2 separate regions of the Mus musculus genome follow, and region 1 is linked to region 2. Evidence: chromatin contacts called from public Hi-C data. All regions are on one chromosome and are shown on one strand. The core of a region is the stretch at or near the end of the contact, and the rest is flanking DNA. Distances in the headings are between cores, read along the strand shown.

The links. Hi-C and Micro-C count contacts between places; a contact is called where the count stands out from the background.
Region 1: a Hi-C map of liver shows a contact between it and region 2, with 5 times the contacts expected there. The contact joins two enhancer-like sites. A contact is called at or near these places in 2 of 484 Hi-C or Micro-C datasets (both in liver) and 3 of 115 datasets of contacts at active chromatin or transcription factors (embryonic stem cells, memory CD8 T cells and pancreatic cancer cells).

The regions. Positions count from the first base shown.
Region 1 is chr12:25,783,574-25,788,640 of GRCm38.p6, forward strand. No RefSeq gene overlaps it. Among named protein-coding and RNA genes, the nearest start is that of Gm29835, 190 kb to the right of the region's middle. Within about 2 kb of position 2,823, at least 20 of the 459 cell types and tissues checked have an H3K27ac peak or open chromatin away from gene starts, as enhancers often do. A contact at or near this core is called in liver, where this site is marked.
Region 2 is chr12:25,139,188-25,144,912 of GRCm38.p6, forward strand. It overlaps Gm36287 (a long non-coding RNA gene), which reads left to right and starts at 353. Exons shown (of 9, transcript XR_003950180.1): 1 at 353-379; 2 at 538-1,670; 3 at 4,065-4,272; 4 at 5,200-5,725. Within about 2 kb of position 4,449, at least 54 of the 459 cell types and tissues checked have an H3K27ac peak or open chromatin away from gene starts, as enhancers often do. A contact at or near this core is called in liver, where this site is marked.

The DNA.
Region 1 (5,067 bases), core at 1,573-4,072, 640 kb after region 2:
GGAATGAGGGTGGGGGGAAGAAGCATGTGTAAAAAGAGGTTTAAACACCAGCCACGGAGTGCTTCTGCTGCACCTGGGGAGAGGGTCGCAATGCCTGCCGAGAAATGCCTCCTTAATTTGCAACAGCCTGTCTCTGCTTCCTCTCCCTCTGGCTTCCTCTCTCCTACTCCTTACTCTTCCCCTGAAGGTGGTTACCTTAAAACTATAGCTATCTGGTTGAGTCAATTGGATTTTAATAGCAAGATTTCATAAATTAAATATATTTCAAGACGGCTGTTTGAATGTGTTCTTAGAGGCCTATGGTACCCATCTTTCTGGCACTTCAACGTATTTTTAAATAGCCTATTATAGTGGTAGTTTAGCAGGTCCTGGAGTGCTCTTCCTCTGCTTTGGTATACGCTGACATGTCACGAGTACAAGAATCCACACAGAAGCTCACAAGGCCCAAGAGGCTCTGTCACCTGTAATTGCAGCATCCATTCACAGGGCAGCAGGGAAAGACACTGGGCATTTGGCTCCCTACAGCGAGCTGCACTAGGATCCAGAGGGCTGAAATCATTGCTATGCTATTCTTGACTCCTCCCTGGTCCATGGGAACATAGATCTGAAGACATTAAGTAAATGCACACATCTAAATGTTCTACTTGGTAGAGTTATGTTTTAGCATTCTTCATTTCCATTATTCAGTTGAGGTTTTCCCCAACATAAGTAGGACCTGAAGATTGTACTGGCAACTGATTCATTCTCACGCCAGAAACAAAGAGGGAAGCAGTTACAGATGGGGGTTGGGGAGAGGAACAGCCTGGGAAAACCGACTTGCTCCAACAGCCAGTGACAGGTAACACGTAGAACATGTAGTCAGAAAGACCACAGGGAGTCAAAACCTCTACTCCCTACACAACAGACCTGTTCTAGTTTCTCAGCCATGGTTTATTCGAGATACCACAAAAAACAAGGTGTTGCTACAAGAATGACTTCAAATGACTCACATCACGTGGCCAGCACATCATGCCTATTTAGTAACCTTTGGTTTCTTTCTGTTATTTTTTTTTCCACTGCAGCTTCTGTTTTTGAGATCAGGGCATGAGGACACAAGAGAAAGACCACAGGCATACTTCTTCTGGCTAGAGCAACCAATGGGCTTAAGCTCCAAGCTTCCCCTCACCAGGAGCTGAGTGTGTGAACTTCCTGGGCTTCAGTTTCCCCAGCTGTAAAGTCTGGTCTGTATCGGTGAGCTCTGCTTAAGCCTTCGGAAGCTCACCCTCCTTATCAAGTGATTATAGGTATTCGCTTTTTGCCTATAGCGCTGCTGCTGCCTCTGCTTTCTCTGTGTATGCCGTGAGGATGGTGAAAGTGTTCACATACCGTGGTTCCCGGCACAGAGTCCCCTCTCCAATCATTCCCATGGCTACCCTTGGTGTAGCCATGTATCTTGGCTGTAAAGCTTGCTCTGCCCTTGGGGGCCTCAGTGTGGATTCTTGTATTTGTGACACATCAGACTAGAGCCATTAGCCAGGGCAAAGGAAGACCAGAGGAGGAACTGCTGAGCTGTGAGCAATGGGCTATTGTAAATATATAAATTAAATGGCCCTCATTACTGGAAGCTTATGCCATTTCTCTTGGTATAGGAAGGTTCCTGGATACCTTTAGAGTTACCTCCTCCACAGAGTCCACGATAGAACTCCATCAAGAGCACAGCTCTGCCCATCTCTGCAGTAATTCCATGCATGTTATATTTACTGTTGATGTGTGCGTGTAATATGTAATACATTCAAGTCAAAAGCACTCTGAGAGACAACCTGTCTACTCCTTCATTTTATAACCATTAAGTGAAGCAATGATTCATCTGAAAATCACAATATCAGAGCTCCCCAAACCCCACCTGCACTATTCTTTCCAGAACATCGTAGGAGGCATCTCAGTGAATGCAGACTATAAACTGAGATTCGGAAGACTGGAGGCAAATCTGGTCCATACCGATGCACTCTGCCTCCAGATTGCTTAAGCCTTCGGAAGCTCACCCTCTTTATCAAGTGAATATAGGTATTAACTTTTTGCCTATAGCGCTGCTGTGAGGATTAAACAAGGTGCTGTGTGTGACAGCACCTGGCTCCAGGCAGGTGCTTACTGAACGTTAGTTAGTTTCTTCCCCATCGCAATAGAACTTGCATATTTATTGGTGCTTGGAAACAGGAGAGAAACCGGAATGAACAAAGACTTCTGAGGGTACAGCTGGCCCAGCGCCTGTACTAGGAGGTGTACACAGGTGAGTGCCTTTAGGCATCGACCTGGACCAGATACTGAGCACCAGAGCAAGAGAGCAATGGGATCTTTCTTTTCTGGGAACACAAATTAACCGGCCAGGATGCTGTGGGCAATAGAAAGAAGGTTGTGAAACCCACAGGTGGCCCGGAGCATGGCACTGACCAGAGTCAATGTCAAGGCTGTTTTCCTCTGGGCTATACTCGTTGCCAGGTTTGCAGGGCCCACAGCCAAGTCAAACAGGGCTGCACACAGTCAGCATTGCACTTGCTCCAGGCTCTCCCAGGGATGGCTTCACCGGGCTCTGTGGGTCAAATGTTCACCCTGTGTCACCAGGAGGCAGTGCACCTGTATGGCTATTATATGCCTGCTGAGAAAGCAGCTCCTCTCCTCATAGCTCTTCCACCCCCTCCAAATTAAAAACAATACAAAACAAACCCCCAAAACAAAAAGGCTTCCATGTTTATCTCTCTTTAAAGCACAGAACTCTCACTGACTGCAACTTGTCAAGCCCTCCGCCAAGCCTAAACATTTGCCTTGGAACGGGGCCATCGGAACACAAGGAGTCACCACTGTCCCGGGCTGATGTGTCTTAAAAGAGCTTCAACAGTGGAAAGGCCATGAGCTCATCACTGTACCACGTAGATGGTCGAGTCTGAAGATTCAAATGAGAGGACGATTTGTTAGTTTCAATAGTGATTTCTTCACAGCATTTCTTTACTCTGTGCCGGCTACGTGCCTGGGCTCCCATGCCTGACTTCTTAACCATGAGCACTACTATCTGCTATTTGGTCCGTTCTTCGGGGACATGGACAGAGGTTTGCAGCAGAGCTAGGTGGCTTGCCCACTGGGCAAATGTGTGATGGAGTCAGAGCTCAAATCAAAGTGGGGTTTATTTGTTAAAAAAAAATGATCAGGTGGCTCTGACTATAACATACTAAGCAGGTGAGCAGGCGACAAAGAAATGAAAACCTCCTGAGATAAGAAGCTTAACAGAAATGTGGCTATCCACTTCGGCAGCCTGCAGACAAATAGCAGTCTTGGGAAGGCAGAAGGATGACTCCTGTATGTGTGTGTGTGTGTGTGTGTGTGTGTGTGTGTGTGTGTGTGTGTGTATGTGGTGTATGTGTGTTGTCTCTCCTTACAGCTGCAAGGCACCAGGCAAAGGGAAGCCCTTCCTAAGGTTTTTCTTTACTCTCCCTCTGCTTCTACAGTGGATACTGTTTGGAACAATCCCCCCACCCACCTGCAACTGGGTGTGTGTGTGTGTGTGTGTGTGTGTGTGTGTGTGTGTGTGTGGTGTCATATTCATGTCAAGGCTAAGGGACAGCCTTGGTTTTCCTCTTTAGGTGCTGTCCACCGTATTTTTATTTAGGCATTCTCACTGGCCAGAGGTCCCTAAGTAGCCTGAGCCAACTGAAAAGTGACCCTCAGGGACCCACTAGACTTCACCTCTCTACACTGAGATTAAGCACAAACCACACCCACTCTGTTTTGTTTTAAAAGGGCTTTTGAGAAACAAACTCAGTAGTACCTCACTCATGCTTGCAAGTCGGGTACTTTACTGACTTTATTAATAACCCAACTCTTACTCATTGTTTTAATGTCCACCGTTGCTAATTCTTCTACTTTCCAGAAACATCTCTGATCCTCCTGAGTTAATTAAAGTGCTGAGCACATGGGTCTATAGGCGCTGCTTGCAATGCAGGAGTCGCAGTCTAATCAATAGGTCTGTAGCATCACTTAGTAATGTTTAGAATTCTAGAAAAGAAGATGCCTGGACCAGGTCATGGGGATACAGGCACAGATTTACAGAGCTCCTCTTATAGGAGCTTGCACGTTCCTGCTGCTCATCTTGTCTTTATTTCTCTGCATGTGTTTTCATCATCTTAGGCTTTACACAGTGTCTGGTCTATGGTTAGGTGTGTACAGTTGTTCTGTATGTTTTCATGAAAAAAAAAATGCCCTCCTTTGATGAATGCAAGCATTGTGCACGTTCATGGAATATTGTATGAAGTTTAATGAATGTATAGATTGTTTGATTGTTTCCTTAGACATTATCTTTTTGTGTGTGTTAAGAGCATTCAAAATCCATTTGGAGTACACATCCAAAATTGTCATCTATAGTCATTCCACTGAGTGCCACATGTCAGAACTTCTTGTCAGGCTCCTAGCATCAGAGAATCAAGTCGAACTTAAATATTTGTTGAGCTCAACATGCTGCCATGCTTTGAACTCAATAGACAAACATTCGGGGGAAAGTTATTTTTATACCTTCCCGCTCTGGATTAAGGGAGGGTAGGAAAGGATTGGATGAAGCTAGAGACAGAGTGGCAGGAAGGTGGTAGACCTGAAATTGTCAGACAACCACTTATCGTTGGGAAGGGTATAAGGTGACCACAGCACTAGCAGACTGTTCTGGACGTAGTAAGGAGTTCCTGCAGGGGAGGAGTGGGTCAGCCTTTGAATCCCATATGGTGGTTCACAAGTCAGCCTACATGGAGTTGAGACACAATTGTCTGAATCCTGAGACTCAGTTGCCTGACTTAGTCACCCTTTGGACCTTGATGAGAACAACCAGACATTTTGAGTGGTTATGCACTGGTAATTTGAGAAAAATTGATCCAGAAAAGGCTTCAAATAAAACAATCATGCTTTGTTCTCCAGCTCGAAGCCTCTTGATGTTCATGACTATTTAAATTTCCTAACTTTTGTGTTCATAGGGGTTGTCAGGGAAGCAAGACTGAACAGAGTAACACTTTGCAGGGCTTGGAATGGAGTATCTCAAAAGTTAGGGTTGGGAAG
Region 2 (5,725 bases), core at 3,199-5,698:
CCGTGATCCTAGTACCATGGCTGGAGGGCCCTTTGGTCCTCACTGAGGGACAGCCTGGCTGGGCTGGACTGGGTGAAAGCTGATGTATCCCAGTGGATTCTATGCTTTCTCTTCAGTTAGACTAACTCTACTTCTCTGTCTTGTCTGTTGTAGCTCCTCAGGAGAGTTTATTTGAGGAAATAATTTGATAGCTGGCCATCGTTGAAAAGTACTGGTTTTCTAGTCACACAGTTAAGGTCTCCCGGGAGTGTGCATTTGGCTTCCAGTCTTCCTTGAGTAATTTGGAGGACAGTGAGGGACTGTGTGTGAGTGAGTGGGCCTGGCCCGTCAAGCTGGGGCTTATGGGTAAGAAGGGTTGGAGACAGTGCTGGAGAAGAAGGTAGTCCTTTTCAGAGTGTATTTTTGGGGGTGGGGTGAGGTCGGGGGTGGGGGGAGGTTGTTTTTTTTTTTTCCTGGCATATATTCTGCAGTGGTCCACCAAGCTGTCTACTCCCGACTCCTGTGCATCCACTAGACTATGTCTTTGCATCTTCTAAGGTTGTCTGCAGTCCTGCCAACGGTTCTTGGTAGCATTAGAAAACACAGTGGCCTGAGAAACAGTGAGGAGCAGTAAGTGTCGGGTAAGTGGTGGTTGGAGTGAGAAGCTGTGTGTGAGAAACTGCAGGCACGGCCCACGCCCATGCAGCACCCGAGAGGAAGCAGGGAAGTGGGCTGTGGGCTTGGACCATTGTTGGAATGAGAGAGAAGGACCCTTTCTCAGGAGGAATTCTGATGTGCAGTGTGATCAGGATGTGAGCTGAGCCCCCAGAGTAGAACTGGCTTTGAGAGGGTCTCGCTATAAAGACAAAAAAGCTCCTGCCCTGCAGGGTTGTACACACCATCTGGGAAGCTTGGGGAAGAGTTTCTGCTTCTAGCCCAGGCCGGGCTGGACTCCCAGGGGGTCAGGCTTGGACTCATCTCGAATGCCATTAGGTGCCCAGGTCATAATGGAGGACTGAGGCACAGGAGTGAAGTCTGGGCTGTGGAGACATCTGCAGACATTCCAGGCCCAGCCCTCTCTTCCCCCTGGAATGGGCTTGCCTCAGACATCCTCTTTAGCTCTCATCCCTCAGTGAGGTCCTTATTGACAATTCATTTAATGTTCAACCCACCTCCGCCCTCCACGTCCGCCCTCTCCACCCGTTTGACTTCCCCCATGCCTCTTCTCCCTGTGATCTTTAACCTACTGCGTAACTTATTTATGTACCAAGCCTGTCATTGATGGTCTGTCTCTCCATCCAGAATGTAGGTCCTCAAAAGTGTTTAGTGGAAAAATGAGGAAATGAGAGCCCTAAGTCTGGCTCTTGGGGACAGAGACAGTTCTTCTCCTACCTCTTCTAAGGAAGAAAAAAAAAATAAGTGTGATTGTTGGAAACACAGTGACTCTGCCAAAACACCTAGAATCAGCTCCATGGGCGGGAAGGATTTCCGTCAAATTTTGGTGTTCTGAGAACTGATTTGCCAACAGATGTGATGATGAAGGCTACCCTGCCAGGTGGAGGTCACGAGTGTCTCTACCACTATCTTGTGCCCAGTTTATCTGTAGAGTTGACTCCCCTACTCTCCTCACAGAAAAACTGAGGCTCAGGGGAAGTTGCATGGCTTGCCCATCAGGGATCGGTAGCTTCCAGGTGAGATGGTTGCTCAGCCTGCTTTGACTCTAGGAGTTTCCAACTGTGCCCTCTGTCCTAGTCCCTGTATCCTTTCCCACTGTAAACAGCCAGAGAACCATGTCTTCAGGAAATAAAAGTGGTATGTTCTCCCTAGGTGGAACATCAGGGTTCTCTTTTCTGTTGCTTAGCCTCTGGGGGATGACGAAGAAAAGAGAGAGAGAGAGGGAAAGAGAGAGAGAGAGGGGAGAGGGGAGAGGGGAGAGGGGAGAGGGGAGAGGGGAGAGGGGAGGAGAGGGGAGAGGGGAGGAGAGGGGAGGAGAGGGGAGAGGGGAGGAGAGGGGAGAGGGGAGGAGAGGGGAGGAGAGGGGAGAGGGGAGGAGAGGGGAGAGGGGAGGAGAGGGGAGAGGGGAGGAGAGGGGAGGAGAGGGGAGAGGGGAGGAGAGGGGAGAGGAGGGGAGAGGGGAGAGGGGAGAGGGGAGGAGAGGGGAGAGGGGAGGGGAGGAGAGGAGAATATGTCTGAAGCTGGTGTACTACAACTCCGGTTTGAGGTACTCAGGGCAGGTACTCTGTCTTCCGCCTGGTGGAGGCTCAGAAATTCACTTGCTCACAGCAGGGGGCCAGTGCCTTGACCTGGATTCTCTGTGATGGCATAGATGCTCTGTGTACACACCAGCCTCCACGCAGGAACTTGGACTGTGATCCAGAAACCGCAGTTTCAGTAAAAATCTGTAAATCAAGTCCCCACAGCGCTGCCTTGTTAGATGCCATAGAACTACATTGCAAAACGGGAACATGCTTTTTGCCCTAGGTGGACTTGGGAAGTAGAGGAGTTTGGTTCATCTTTACTGGTAGTTCTAGCACGCTGTAACTTTAATTTCAAAGGGATTCTTACTAAACCAGCAACCGTGAGTCGGTTCAATTTAGATGAGCCCAGCCCCGTGCAAGGAGCTTTTGTGATAGTCCTTCCTGTTATACGTGAGAGACTAGGCAGGGAGATGGGACGGGCTACTCACAGTCCCCAGTGCACAGGGGGCTTTGGAGCTGTACCTCATGGGCTCCACCTCCCTCCAGAGCTCAGCAGGTTCACCTGTGTGACTCTCCAGTCATCTAAGCTGGCTTCCAGGCCCTGCAGCCACCAGCTGCCAGGAAACAGATTGGCTTGGTAAAAATATGTGTGTGTGTGTGTGTGTGTGTGTGTGTGTGTGTGGTGTTCTCACAGAATCTGAGAGAATCACACCTTCACTTTGACAAAAAAACCCAACAACAACAACAAAAAAAAAAACCCCAAAACAAAACAAAACAAAACAAAAATCTGTTTGGGCTGCTCCAGTAATCACTTTGTAACTGGTGGCATAGTGGGCCATATGTCTGCAAAGTGGCTAACTGGGGAGGTACACCCTCTCCAACACACCTCAGAAAAGCCTCTTTGCAGTCGACCAACTCGATTGTATAAATATGAGGAAGGCCAGGTCTCTGTCCTGAGAAACATCCACGAGTCCAGTCACTGTTGGCGCTAAGATGGCGGGGCTGGAGGTTCGGCTTTGTAGACTCTGTAGCCCTGGTGTGTTCCAGGAGCAAGTAGCCCACAAGATTAAGCTGAGGGGTTGCTTCTGCATCTCAGCCTGAAGGTCTGAGGCAGGCTTCCACCAGAATGAGGAAGGTTCCAGTTTGCAGAAAGCAGAACTTTGTTAGGGCTTTTGATTTCTTGGGGGAGGCTCCAGGATTCCCTGGATGCTGGCATTTCAACTCTGCACGCTGCTGTGTTTGAGCCCCTTGATTGACAGGAGTTCACAGGTGAGAGGAGCCACCCACTCCTCACTCTGGAAGGAAGCCCATTTCCAGGGGACTGCTGGCCTTTTCTGAGTAGGACTTGAGAGTTCAACTTTGGAGCTGTTGTCCCACGGAAGCCAGTGTGCACATAGAAAAGTGACAGCCCCCTTGGAGAGTCTGAGGACAGTCCCTTCTCTCTGCATCCTTCCCTTGGAGTCAGCTCAGATAATCTGAGGACATAGATCTTTCTCATCGCCTCATGTGACCAGAAGGAAGCCTGTTCGAGCTGTTACTTATCTCCTTCCTGTGGGATACTTGACAATATGAAGAGTTTATTTGGGCTCACAGGTAATAGGGGGCTTTGGAGAAATCAAGACCACCAATTCATGGTGAGCATTCAGAAGTATTTAGAGATCAGGGGCTAGGAATTAAATCTGGAGCCAGTATGCTCATCCAGAGCGTCACCGGTTTTCCTTTTCACTGTCTTTTCAGACAGGGTCTCATCAAGTTGCCCAGGCTGGCTTGGAGCCCAGCTTGGTACTGAACTTGGGATCTCCATACCTCAGTTTCCAGACTAGTTTGGATGACAAACCTGGTGGGCTGATGCCAGATTAAGTGCTGATATGTCTCTATATTTTCCAGAAAGCTTTATAATCCCCACTGACTGGCCCAGCTCTGTGCCTCAGCTAGAATGTAGCAGAACCCTGCCTCATCGGGAAGCCCAAGGAGTGAGCAGAGCCCTGCTATTCCAGTATTTCCTCCTGAGGCTACAGTTCCAGCACTCCAGGAGGAAGGATGATGTCTGGAGAGGCACAAAGGCGTTTTCTGTTCTGGGTAATTTTATGTTCAGGTACGGTTAATGATCAGAGCCAAAATAAACTACCCAGGAGATAGGAGCATCAGTAAGGACCTAAAAACTCCTCCTGTGGCCAGCAAAGGAAAGCTGGCATGGTGAGAGCATGGCTTTGGCTAGCACAAAGTCTCAGGGTCCCTGGGGTTACACAACCGGCCAGCTCTAAACCAAAACCAAAACCAAAACAAGCCAGAGGACAGTCATTACACCCTCATGTTATGAGCAGTGAGGGGAGAGGCTTGGGGGTTGCCCTGGGCTCCATCCTCTGTCTTTCTGAGTCAATCTCTGTAACAGAAGAGCCTGGCTAAACTGTCATTGTATAGTGCCAATTGGCTGAGGCTTCCTTCTCCAGGGCAATGAGAAGCAGGCACTCAGGCTCAGCAGGACTCAAGCTCTCTTCTCTAGCTCCCCCCACCCGGGGGCTTGCTCAGTTTTACTTCTTGAAGAATGTCTTCCAGCCCATCACCATGTATTTGTTCAGGGAACTGACCATTTCAGAGTCTTAGTCTATGTTCTTTGCTAGAAACTGTAAGAGTCACATGGGCAGTTGGGAACTAGTGAGGCCTCGGTAGTCCCCAGAGTACTCTGTGCAGGATCCCTACTGTATTATATACCTGGCTGGAACATTCATTGATTGGGCTGGGTTGGATTGGCCAGGCCTAGCTGCTGGAGAGATTTCCCTGTTGTGTTATATTTTACTATTTCTGAGATCCACATGATTATCTCTTTTTAAAAGGTTTTTAAAGAAACGTAATAAAATATTGAATCAACGTCTCATCATTATATACATGTATGGGATATGGTATGATAATTTAACATTCATATAACCTACAGTGACCAAATCAGCATTCTTAGGTCCTTAACAGTTATCCTTCTTTGTGTTGAGAATCTTCTAACTTCCTACTCTGGTTCTTTATAAAATAGGTAACAAGTCACTGTCAACCCCAGTTGCCCGCCATGCTGAAGACCTCTGGGCCTCGGTCCTACTTTCTATCTGCACTTGGACCTTCGTGGTCAGTACTCAATTCTACAGGCACAGGAAACACATCCACACCTCTCACCCTCTGCCTCCCGACTGCGAAGTCTGCACTTAACGAATATCTCTCTTATCCATGCAGGAGAGATGGGGGAGTTCCCACGAATCCCTGCCCAATGTCATCCAGAGTGTTAGAGGACACTCAACCCTGGTGATTCAGCAGCTCACTATGTAGACCAGGCTGGCTTTGAATTCACAGAGATCCACCTGCCTCTGCCTCCCAGAGTGCTGGGATTTAAGGCATGCACCACACCTGGCATGCTTTGTTTTTAAGTCATACCTTCAGTTTAACATGGCTGGAGGCCTGCGTTCCACCCAACAGGTGCTCCTGTGGTGTGCTGGAACTTCTCCCAGCCCCCTCCCCCTGTAGAGGTCAATCAAATGCCCTTCAGTTTATTTGAGTGTGTGTGGTGT